3 separate regions of the Zea mays genome follow, and all the other regions are linked to region 1. A link is a contact called in public Hi-C data. All regions are on one chromosome and are shown on one strand. The core of a region is the stretch at or near the end of the contact, and the rest is flanking DNA. Distances in the headings are between cores, read along the strand shown.

Region 1 (3,936 bases), core at 202-2,701:
GTTGAAACACATTCCAACATATCAATAGCTAAGAAATCTCATAGTATCTACTCCCTACTGTTTCTTTTAGTTGTCATATTATCATTTTTGCCAAAGTATCTAAAAGCAAGTCACTCGTATGATTGAAGGGATTTTTGGACGGCATTGCTCTTGCATGCAGCCGAGGTGGAAATTTAATCCAACGTGTATTTATGTTAAGGCTGTATGCAACGCACTCCACTCCCATCAATCACGCGTGCATGGAGAGTACCCACACGCTCTACTCCATGCAGATGCAGCATTTAAATGAAATGCCGCTTTACAGAAACTGCAAGAGCGCGCACACGAAAACGCAAAAAGCCGTGCAAAAAAACCCAGTTATGCGAGCTGCAAAAAAAAAAAGGTTACAGTCTTAGAGCAACTCCAATAGTTATGTAAATTTTAGCTCTCTAAATCACAGATTTAAGAAGTTGCTAAATGGCTATTGGAGTAAAAAAATGTGAGTTTTCCAATAGTTCTCTAAATATAGGTTGTAATTTTGTTTTGTATTTATCCACGTAAAAAATAAATCACAAAAACTATATAATGCAGTCAACATTTTTGTTTAGTGAGTTGTTAAATGGTTGCCAAATGTAGAAAGAAAATGAGGTTAGATGACAAGTTGTTAAATTTAGAAAGTTCATTTAGAGAACTGTTGGAGAATAGTTTTCATGTTAACTACCTAAATTATTGATTTAGGAAGTATTTTAGAGAATCACTGGAGTTGCTCTTACAGTGACGCGGACCGCAGACCGCGGACGCGAAGTTTCGAACCCACGCCTAAGACGAGAGAAAATTTCTAGTCAACTCAATCAATCTGACTCTGACCTCTGTCTTTGAATAAATGCACTCCTCTCTCCTCATACTTCGATGAGCCAACAAAGCTTATAGTTATATTTGACTTATGATACTAAATACATATCAACGAATTAATAATTTTTTATTATAATAATAAAGTTATTTGGATATACAAATATTAATATTATTTTCTATAAATTCACTTAAGTTTGAGATTAATCGACTCCCTTAAGTATGTAGTATGTGACGTGTATCTATATTTTGTAACGGGGGAGTACGTTGTCTAGCAGGGCGTACCCAAACCACACATACCACGGCCCAATACCAGATAGAAGCCCATGGGCCAAAGTAGCGGACGCCAAAACTACATCAGTGGTATACGCATATTCATTCCTGCCAGCCTGACTCCTCCCGTAGTCCCATCCCAGGTCCCAACTGCCAACTCCCAGGTCAGGTACCTCCTTCCCCAGGCAGCCGCGTAATCCCTCGATGGGGACGACGGACGAGACGGTCATACTTCAACTGCCGCGTCCCCGAATATTGGCTATTTTCCAACCGGCGGCGCAGCCGGTGACGCGCAGGCGGGCGGGTTCATCTGACCCTTCGTCGACTCGTGGCAGATGTGACTTTCTGAGGCCGGTGTGCCTGGACGGTTTCGTCCATGGCGTGCGCAGTGCGCACTCGCATCGCATGGTATTAATAGTCATTGCAAGCCAAGAGGAGACTAGAAAAGAGAAGGTGGAAGAACAGCAGGAGAGTCGGAGGAAGCAAGCTTGCCCATACGCTGGTACTTATGTGCTGATACTACTGCAGCCGCGCTGCGAGAGAAGAGGAGTGGGAGCACGTGGAGCCAAAGGGGCGATTCTTTGCTTGGCCTTCATTTCTCGCCTCTTCCGCATCTCGAGTTGTCGTGATTAACAAGACAGCAAGACCTCGGCGGCGGCAAACAGTCGAGCACCTGCGAGCGTCTCTGCCACCGGGTATATAGCTTTGTCTCGGTTGTTAGGTCGCCAATAATTAGTTTCCTGCTGCTCCTCTTGCTTGTTTGAACGGTTGCTTGATGTGCTTACGTCTACGCATTTTGGTTTTGATTTATTGCTCTGCTTCCATCACAGATTCTTAATTGGTTAATGCTCCTGAACATGCCTCTTGCCTCAGGAGTATCTAATGAATTCAATAATTCTGAAGGTTTTGGGTGAAATCATAAGTAATATACTTACTACATCTGACAAGAATTTAGTCATACTGCAGAACTATTTTCCATGACTTAAAGTTGCACAAGTTTGTAGACGATAATAAAGCCTTAGCTCTTGTCTGCTAGTTTCTAAGAATATAAAGGCACAATTAGCTCTTGTCTCTAGTTTATTGTAGTCCTTAATACCTCTTCGATATGAGGAAACTGAAATCCTTACAGTTGTCAGTGTACATGTCTAGTTGGTTCGACAAATCGTGTATTGAATTTCCGATTCAATAAGTAGATTTCGTAAATTTGTCCGGTTAACAATTTCAGGACTCAAGAGGCAATGCCAGCACCAGCCCCACCAATTCGTCTGGGACCTCCGACTCCCTATATATCCTCTCATGGATCCAAAGTTGCACGCCTACACATGTATGACTGGATTGTGCTAATTCTTTTAGCTGTATTGGATGGAGTTCTTAATATAATAGAACCCTTCCATCGCTTCGTCGGATCAGAAATGATGACAGACCTCAGATACCCCATGAAGGGCAATACAGTGCCATTTTGGGCTGTGCCGGTAACATACTGTTCTCTTTTGGTTTTACCCTGTCAATTTCAATGAACCTCTTAAATAAGTTTTCTTAATATCATGCTTGTTCAGATAATTGGTATCATTGGGCCTATGGTTATCATAACAGTGATATACTTTAAGAAGAGAAATGTATATGATCTGCATCATGCCATACTAGGTACATTCACTTTCTCGCCAGATTCACTATTCTACTTTATCAATATTACTTATTCTGAAATCTAACTTGTCCTGGCAGGTCTCCTATTTTCAGTACTTATTACTGCTGTTTTAACTGATGCGATAAAGGATGGTGTTGGGCGACCACGTCCTGATTTCTTCTGGCGTTGCTTCCCTGATGGAAAACCTGTAAAACTCCTAACTTTTAGTCAAACCTTGATAATAACTCACTTGAAGCCCTTGTGCAATTACATTGCATTTGAATTGTATAAGAAATCTTATGAATTTACTTGGCCTTTAGGAGTATAACAACTTTACTACAGGCGCCATATGCCATGGCCAGGCGAGTGTTATTAAAGAAGGTCATAAAAGCTTTCCAAGTGGTCATACTTCATGTAAGTGACATTATTCTTTACAAATATAGGGATTAGTCCCATGTTATTAGAGCTAACTGTTTGGGACATGTCCTATTTTATGACGTGCTAACTACCTCCTCAGCAGTTTAGTGAATATAATAATTGATGCCTCCTTTTCTAGGTTCTGATCTAAATCAGCTAATTGTATGGGACAAGGTGTTTAATATGTTTTGTATACAATATATTGTTTATCAAGTTCTCAAGAAACAAATGTATTGATGGTTTTTCCATTTCTATCTGCCCATGTGATCCTTTTAGCCCTTTATGTCAAATACTGCATTCTTCCTTCACTCTTCCATTGAGTACGGATTAAAAGTTGCAGTCAGCTTGACACAAAATATTGCTGCTGCAAGTGATAGTATGAAATTTTAATAGACATAAGTGTTACAAGTTTGTGGACAAATATAGGACCTACAACTAATAAAAATTGCTTACCTTTGTTGTGTCTGTTTATTCTCGTATTTAAATCAATTACTCATATAAATGCTTTGTAATCTTTATCTGATTGTGATAAACCTATGCCCCATTCATACTTTTTATCCTTTGGGTTGCACCTTTATGCATATTTGACATTTGTTTAGTTAAAACCTTAGCTCGAGTCATGTGTTAACATGGAAATCAATTATACTCATCGCTTCTGGCATATATGTACACGAGGTCTGCATAGTGGCACACATTATGCAGTGTACCTTGTTTGTTTTTTATATTAACAATTCTAGAAGTTGGTTATGCCAAAGGTAGGTAATTTAGCAACAGATTTAGGAATTTATTTCATA
Region 2 (3,865 bases), core at 252-2,751, 150 kb before region 1:
TACTCTCTCCGTCCCATTATTTAGGGCATATAATTTTTTGGCACAGTTTTTAAAACAAAACTTTTGATCATTCATATCTTTCAAAATATATCATCAATAAGACAATAAGTACAAAAAATACTATCACCTTAAATACTTTTGTATATGAATCCAAATATAGCATGCATTGGGTAAAAATATACGTTTTTTTGCTAAATTATTAGTCAAAGATTTAAAATATTGACTTTTCCAAATACATGCACGCCTGGGATGGAGGGAGTGATAAGCTAATCTATGCTGGCTATAAAACTTCTCTGTGTGTAATCGAATTCTGCTACTACGCACCTCCATTGTTGGCACACTAATATAAATGCCCATGTCAATACACGGGTCACGGCTGTACCACCGATATCATTGTGCCTGTTAAGGCACCGGTTGAGTTAACAATTCCCACGAAGGCCTCCATCTCACGTCACGTTTAGAGCACGGAACGAGCAAGTCAACCACTTCCAACTCTCACCCATCCGTCCAGGGGAGTTACCGAACAGCGTACAGCCAGTTACCACGCACGCATCACACGCAGAAACATGTGAGATGACCACGCGCTTAACGACCCTGAACTTCGCAACCAACTGCCGGAGTCGGCATCCCTGAACTTCGCCACCAACCGCCAGAGTCGGCAGGGCATGGAACGGATGCGGCTGATGCGTGTAAGCAAGCGCGAGACGGCGAGAGGCAGAGTGCAAGCGTCTGTCTGCGTGCAATGCAATGGTGTGCCGTACCTCTTCCTCGAGGCCTCCGGGGGAGTAGCGGTACCCGCGCATCCGACGGAGGCGGCCGGAGGGGATCAGATCGGCCCCGAAGAAGGGGGCGTCGAGGTGCGGCGGCGGCGAGTCCATGAAGGGCGAGGATATCTGCTCCTGCACGGTCGCCCTCCGGGACATGCACGGCCTCTGTGGTTCGGGTAGAGCTCATCAAGACAGCAGAACATGGAAAAGATTCCACTTGCATATATACATATAGAATAAAACAAAAAGAATTCGGGAAAGAACCCAGAGAACAAAGAACGACCAATCGCGTTGACCCTTTGAACAGTATTGATAACCGTCCGTAATCACAGTTGTCGAGATTAAATAGGGAATTAATAGCATTAATCAAATTTTGAGGGGGGGGGGGGGGGGGGGCGGGGCAGAAATGCTGTGAACCTGACAAAAAAGCACGCTACGATCGCAGAAGGAAAAGAAAAGGATGCGTAATTATTTCAAACGAACAACGGCGGCCCCCAGCCACAGGGAACGACTGAATCCTTTGAAAACGAAGGAAATCCGTTAGCAGAAGCGAGGAAGCCGTGGACGCACCTCTCTGTGGGACCTCTCCCCCTCGGCGCCGCGGCCGCCCCTCCCCACCGTCTGGTGCCGCGCCACCACGCAGTCCACCGAGGACGCCTCCGCGGCGAAGGGTATCCCGGGTGCGCACCACACATCGGCGCCGATCCCACCGGTGACGAGGCCTCCGCCCGCTCCCGCTCCGCCGCCGCCACGCTCCTTCCTCCTGTCCTTGCCCCTCCTCCGCCGCCGCCCGTGCCAGTCCGCCGACGACCGCAAGGCCGCCGCCGCGGCCGCTCCGGGCGCGTACGCCTTGGACGCCGCCGCCGACGTGCAGCCCAGGCCGCGCAGCGCCGCCGAGGCGAACCCCTTCCTTCTCCCCTCCTCCGGCGCCGGCGCTGGCGGCGGAGGCGGAGGCGAGGAGGCCTCGCCGCGCGGATGCAGGAGGAGGCGCCGGATCCCCCGCCGGCGCTCTGCCGTGGACGAGCGGTCCCCTGACATGGCCTCCTGTCCTAGGCCTCGGCTTCCCTCCCCTGGCTGGCGCTTGCTCGCCGGGCCCGTGGCGGTGATGAGGGGGCGGCAGTAAATAGTTGTGGCAGACTGGCAGCAGTGTGGTTGAATCGACGCGTCTGCCTGTGCGGCTGCGGCGTAGTAGTAGCCTAGTAGGAGCAGCAGTGCGAGGGGATGGTGTGGGCGTGGGCCTCCCAGTCGTTCCATCGGTTAGGACCGACTAATCAACATCGTAGACCGACTTATCAAGGCGAGTTACCAATTAATCAGCAAGGAACACTGGTAAGCCGACAGGCCGAGTAGGAGCTAGGTTTTGGGGTTTTTTCCCTTTTCGTTTGAAATCTTTTAAAATAGGAGTGACACTTGCAATATATGATAATAACAGTTCGTGTTGTTCCTATTTTCAGGGATGTCGGTCCGGTTTAGAAACACGTGGACAACATATATTCCAGATTCAAGTACAAGTATTATAAGAAACTGTGGAAGTGGGTGGTGCTACACGTTTCAAGCAACACCTTGCATCGTGTGGGGGATGTACAAGGTTGTCACAACGTTCCACCAAACATTGTAGATTACTTTCAACGGGAACTTGATAAGGTCCATGATAAAAGGAAAGAAAGAGTAGCGGAAGAGGCAAGAAGTTGCAAGTGGTGGATTCGCATCATGGTTCCGATGATGATGATGATGATGATGATGATGATGATGGATGATGATGATGTTGATGATGATGATGAGTTACAGGGCGCAATGCGTGTGTCGAGAGAGGAGGAGGAGCTTAGGAGGCGTGCTCGCGTGAGCGGTTGCACGTATGAGACGGGTGGTGGCTCATCCTAAGGTGGTATCCTTGGTGTGTTTGGGAGAATATGTTCTAGGAAGGAGAAGCCATATATGGTTTAGATAAGGATTGATACAGGTCCATTCTCTAAGGCAGGAAAGAATGTGGTCCATTTTGTTGGTTAGCGGTGGGCTAAGTGGTTCCATGCGGAGGTGATTCCAGGGCATAAAGCTAAGTAGCTAACAGTCCATATTTCATCAATGCATTAAGAGAGACGCAAAAACATGGTGAGTGTGGATCCATAGTTTATCATTGTCAATCAATGTCGTACATTTCTCTCATTTATATTGTACCTAACTTGTAGGTGATGGGGTCCAATATCCGAAAGGCTATTTGATTGGCAATCGTTACTTCTTACTTAGACGAGAATGAGAAGGAATTGCAGGTTGATTTTACGAAGTTCAAGGAGCACTGGACAACATATGGACTTACCATCATGTGCGACTCATGGACACTGGACAGGACCAACCCAAATGTCAGTGATTAATTTCATGTTATTTTCCAATGATGTTATGTTCTTCCATAAATCGGTGGATGCAACTAGTAAATCCCAGGATGCGAACTACCTATACAAGATAATTTCATTATTGTTTTATGGTTGGTTGAATGCTATTCTACGTGCCTCTTATTGTTCTAATTTGGATGATACATGTAGGAAATCATGGACATCGTAACCGAAATTGGTCCAGAGCATCTGGTCCAAATTATCACTGATAATGGCGTGAGCTACAAAAAGGCATGTCGTATGGTAGTCGCGAAGCATCCTACTATTGTGTGACAGCCATGTGTCGCTCATACCATAAATTTTATGTTGAAGGAGATTGGAAATTTTCTTGAGCATGATGTTGTGATTGAAAGTGCTAGGCAGGTATCATGGTTTCTATACACCATAACAAGCTACATTCCATGATGAAGGAGGCAATTGGTGGGGAATTGGTTCATCGGAATGCCACTAGGTTTGGAACAAATTATGCTTTCTTAGATAGCTTTCTTCATCGGAAGGACAAGTTCATGGTATGGATGGGTTGTCAGGGATTCCTACAAAGCAAGTTTAGTAGTATGCCAGAAGGGAGGTACTGTCGGTGTTTTGGGTCCGACCGCGCACCCGGGGTTACCCCTCGAGGTGCTTTTTGGAGTAGGACGCAGTTACCGACTGTAGCTCGATGGTTCGTGCGGGATGCACGAGAGGCAGTGGACAATTTTGTACAGGTTCGGA
Region 3 (3,906 bases), core at 651-3,150, 190 kb before region 1:
TTTCGGCAGTCTGCTGTTCTCGCCCTTTTTTTTTCCAATTCGCATGGCTTTTCGGCTATTATTATTATAGTTCCATATGGATTAAAGAAGATTAGTATAAATTGAGAGAGATTTTTGCCTTAAACTCCCTCAATTCCCTTTAATCTATATAGATTGAGGTTGAAACCAACATTCCTAAGTAGGGGAGGCTGGCCGCTGGGTGACTCGCCCCCACTTCATTTATTAAATACATCGCCAGTGGTCTGTCGTTTAATAATGGATTGAAAAACCCCTTAAATGCACGCATGTTTTTCTTTACTGGCGAGAATCGAATGAATCAACGATAAGTACGTTACGTTGACCAGCAACGGATTCATACTTCACCAGACTTCACTCTACTTCTAAGAGAAAATTATAATAAAAGGTTATAAGTTGGCTAAATACTGAGCTAGAGGATAGAAAGGAGAAGTGGGCTAAATATCATTAGGACATGTACAACATTAAGATAGTGGTTCATTTTTTCAATTACAAAATACACTTAAGAGACTGCATGATACAATCTTAAGACACTAGATCATAAATATAGTTAAGAGACAATATGTCTGGTCTTGTGCAGAGACGAACTCTCAGCGAATAGTGGTCTCTTATATTTTTTTTCAATTAGTCCTAAAAAAACTCTCAAGATACCCCATGTTAAATGGTTTGTCCATGCCCTTATGAGGCTACAAGATCCTTATAACCAGCTGCCAGCTGTATTATTAAATTTGCGCTAAGCCGTATCAGATTTCAGTCAACGTATTAAGCTGTATCAGTGTTAAGTGGAAAATAATCCTGTTGTTTGGCACAATGATTAAAGGTAAAAGTGATAATGCAGCTGTTGGTGTGCGATTGAGGAGCGAGTCTGTGAGTGTACACTAGGAAAATAACACTAGAACAATGCAGTCGACACCTGCCACCTGGTAGGATCGGCGTGACGAAACCATTTTGGTTTCGCCAAAACCAGTTCCTGGATTAGAGCAAAACAAAGCCGAGAAGGAGCAAATGAGCGAGGAGAGACCGCCGAAACAGCGGCATACCCATCCTCCTACTTGGCAGATGCTCTCCACCTCTAGATATGGTTTACAACTTACAACAAAATCGGCAAATCGCAGAGGAGAGGGGGAAAGAAAAAGAGCAGAAGACGACGGTGACAAAAAGAAAAATGTCAGTAACTGACTAAACTGGCGCTACCTCCGCCCCCGATCCGACGCCGGCGGCGAGGCAGTCCGGCCGACACGCGGCGAGGGCCGCGTCCCCTCCCGCCCCATTGCGCGCCCGCGGGCGCCGCCCTGCAGGAACTCCCCGGCCTCGGCGTCCGAGAACGACGAGGACCCACCCGGCGCGAGCCGCCGCCGGGGCCGCCGCCGCCGCGGCCTCCACGTGCCGCAGCACCGGCGCGCGACGCGGAGCGGGGCGCGCGCCACGCAGCAGAGCACGGTCACGGGGAGGCAGGCGCACAGCACGCAGCACGCCGCCGCGCACTCCGCCACCGCCGCGCCGCTCCCGGTGGCGTCCTCGGGGGGCGCTGCCGGGGACACGCCGGGCCCACGCGGGCCGCCTCCGCCGCCTCCCTGCCGCTTCTTCGTCTTGGCATCGCTGCGCTCCTTTTTGCTGCGCGCCGCCGCCGCCGGCTCGGAGTCCATGCCCTCGTCCACTTGCGTTGCGTTGCGTTGCGTTCCTACCTTGCCTTGCTTTCGCTTCCGGTGCGGGCGATTCGCGTAGGACAGGCGTGGGGGTGGTCGTGGCCTCGTGGCTCCTGGCGTGGGAAGGAGGTAGGGGGAGGCCGGTGCCGGGAGGGGACTAGGGACGCTGCTGTCTTGTGCTGTCTGATGTCTGTTGCTTTTCGCATATTTTTTTTACATTCGGTAGGGAGGCATCTTCGTGCGTCCGGCTCCGGCGCGGATGTACTTTAATCTTCTTTTTTAAAATCTCTGAGCCGATACAAAATCTGATTCTCTTTTTTTTTCTCTCGTTGGGATACTATTTTTTTCTCCGTCTAAAACAAAATACATAATAAAATTTCGGTTCGAATTTTGGCTAGTTATTCGCCAGAATCTGGCCTTGTGGTTTACTAGCCGAAAGCTCGTCTGAGAAGTGAGACCGCACGACCGCGAAAGCATTCGCACTCTGAGGAACCTCGTTCCGTGCTAATTATAGCCGTTCGGCAAAACAAAAACAAAAAACAAAGGAGGCGCTAACGGCAGAAGCATTTTTTAATAGCAGATGGATGGGCTGGATGGCTTGCCGTTGCACCCAACAGTTGGGCGTCGGTTCGTGCAACGCAGCTGGTATTTTATCGGGTCAAAACGTGGTCGCCTCTCAGATGGAAGTACACAGCGGATGGTAGGGGTGAAAACGGGTAGGGTACCCGAAACGGGTACCGGATACGGATACTCATTCGGGACCATTTTTCGGATACGGATACAGGTATTTTTATATTCGGGACGGATACGGGTAATACCCGGATAGTACAGCTTCGGATTCGGGTCGGATACGGAACGAGTACTACCCGGTAAATACCCGGATATTCGGGTCGGATACGGGTACCCGGAATTCGGGTACCCGTTTTTTCTTTTTCTGCATAATAATATAGTTATAAAATCATAACTTTTACATATGAAATCGGATGAAGATAAAGTTTATATGAAAATTGTAGAGCTCGAAGAGATCTATAACTTTGTAGTACAACACATTTTTGTTTAAACATATATTTAGGCCAAAATCATTGAAATAATGTCTAAATTTATATCAAAATAATAGACTTTAACATGAAAATGTGGGGACTTAAGATTATCTCCATGTGGGAACTTAGAATTATCTTTTTATAAACTATTTATTAATATTGGTAACTTATTCGCAATTTCCGGTCGACACTACAATATTTTTATGAATTTAATTGTATTTTGATGATTTTCTACAACAAGAAATTAATAATACACCAAATAGCCTAAAAAATTCATCAATTTTTACTGGGACACAACATATATCTACATATAGTTCTAAAAAAACATTTGGATTATAAAATCCACAAGATGTTGGTGTTTCTTCCATTCCACTCCCACTTATTGCGTGAGTTACACTTGAAATCATTTTATGTATCGACGTTTCAACATAATTAATATTTCATTTATCATTTTCATGTGGCGACTTGAGGTTTTATTTGAATAGAATGAGACCATAAAATTCACAGGATGTCAACGTTTTTTCTATTTTATTTCCACTTATTGCGTGAGTTACACGTGAAATCACTCTAAGTATCCAAGTTTTAACATAATCAATACTTCACTTTACCATTTTTATGTGGGAACTTGAGATTATATTCTATTAAATGTTTATTAGTATTAATTTACTTGCAATTTCGTGATCGAACAAGAATATTTTATGATAACCAATTAATGAATTATCCGACAAGTATCCGATATCCGATCAAATAATATCCGTATCCGTCACTTATCCGCCCGGATAAATATCCGGTCCCTGTATCCGTATCCGTCCCGTTTCTAACTATCCGTATCCGATCCCGAATCCGTTTTAAATACATTAGGGTAGGATATAGGATGAGCTACTATCCGTCCGTATTCGCCCGTTTTCACCCCTAGCGGATGGTATTCAATTCAATTCATTTCTTTCGATTGGATCCAATTATTTGTGGGAGTGCGCTCGCGGGACCGGCCGGGCCGCCGGGGAGTACACGGGTGCATCAAATAAGCGGGGCCCGCACGAGGGTCCGTTTCGCCGTCGAATCCACCATGATGGGCGATGGCGATGGCGATGTTGCTGGCTGCCAGGCGCTTCTCGCTATGGGCAGTATCACTACCACTACCACAGGGTATATACCTTCAGCTGAGCTCTTTGATCGTACAGTGCAAGTAAAAGTTTGGCCACTTG

What was found. Hi-C and Micro-C count contacts between places; a contact is called where the count stands out from the background.
Region 2: a contact with region 1 is called in a Hi-C map of leaf, with 6 times the contacts expected there. The contact joins the promoter of LOC100285775 here to the promoter of LOC100502288 in region 1. A contact is called at or near these places in 4 of 25 Hi-C or Micro-C datasets (ear, leaf and tassel).
Region 3: a Hi-C map of leaf shows a contact between it and region 1, with 7 times the contacts expected there. The contact joins the promoter of LOC100275237 here to the promoter of LOC100502288 in region 1. A contact is called at or near these places in 4 of 25 Hi-C or Micro-C datasets (ear, leaf and tassel).

What each region holds. Positions count from the first base shown.
Region 1 is chr8:156,394,136-156,398,071 of Zm-B73-REFERENCE-NAM-5.0, forward strand. LOC100502288 (Lipid phosphate phosphatase 2) reads left to right here and starts at 1,452. Exons shown (of 8, transcript NM_001196765.1): 1 at 1,452-1,796; 2 at 2,327-2,573; 3 at 2,658-2,745; 4 at 2,824-2,933; 5 at 3,046-3,139. The coding sequence starts at 2,340.
Region 2 is chr8:156,248,753-156,252,617 of Zm-B73-REFERENCE-NAM-5.0, forward strand. LOC100285775 (protein binding protein) reads right to left here and starts at 1,502. Exons shown (of 5, transcript NM_001361371.1): 1 at 1,338-1,502; 2 at 762-932. The coding sequence starts at 923. LOC103636196 (a long non-coding RNA gene) reads left to right here and starts at 1,330. Exons shown (of 4, transcript XR_002264373.3): 1 at 1,330-2,096; 2 at 2,222-2,876; 3 at 2,954-3,124; 4 at 3,305-3,418.
Region 3 is chr8:156,206,961-156,210,866 of Zm-B73-REFERENCE-NAM-5.0, forward strand. It overlaps LOC100275237, which reads right to left and starts at 1,901. Exons shown (of 1, transcript NM_001149372.1): 1 at 1,016-1,901. The coding sequence starts at 1,661. The coding sequence ends at 1,206.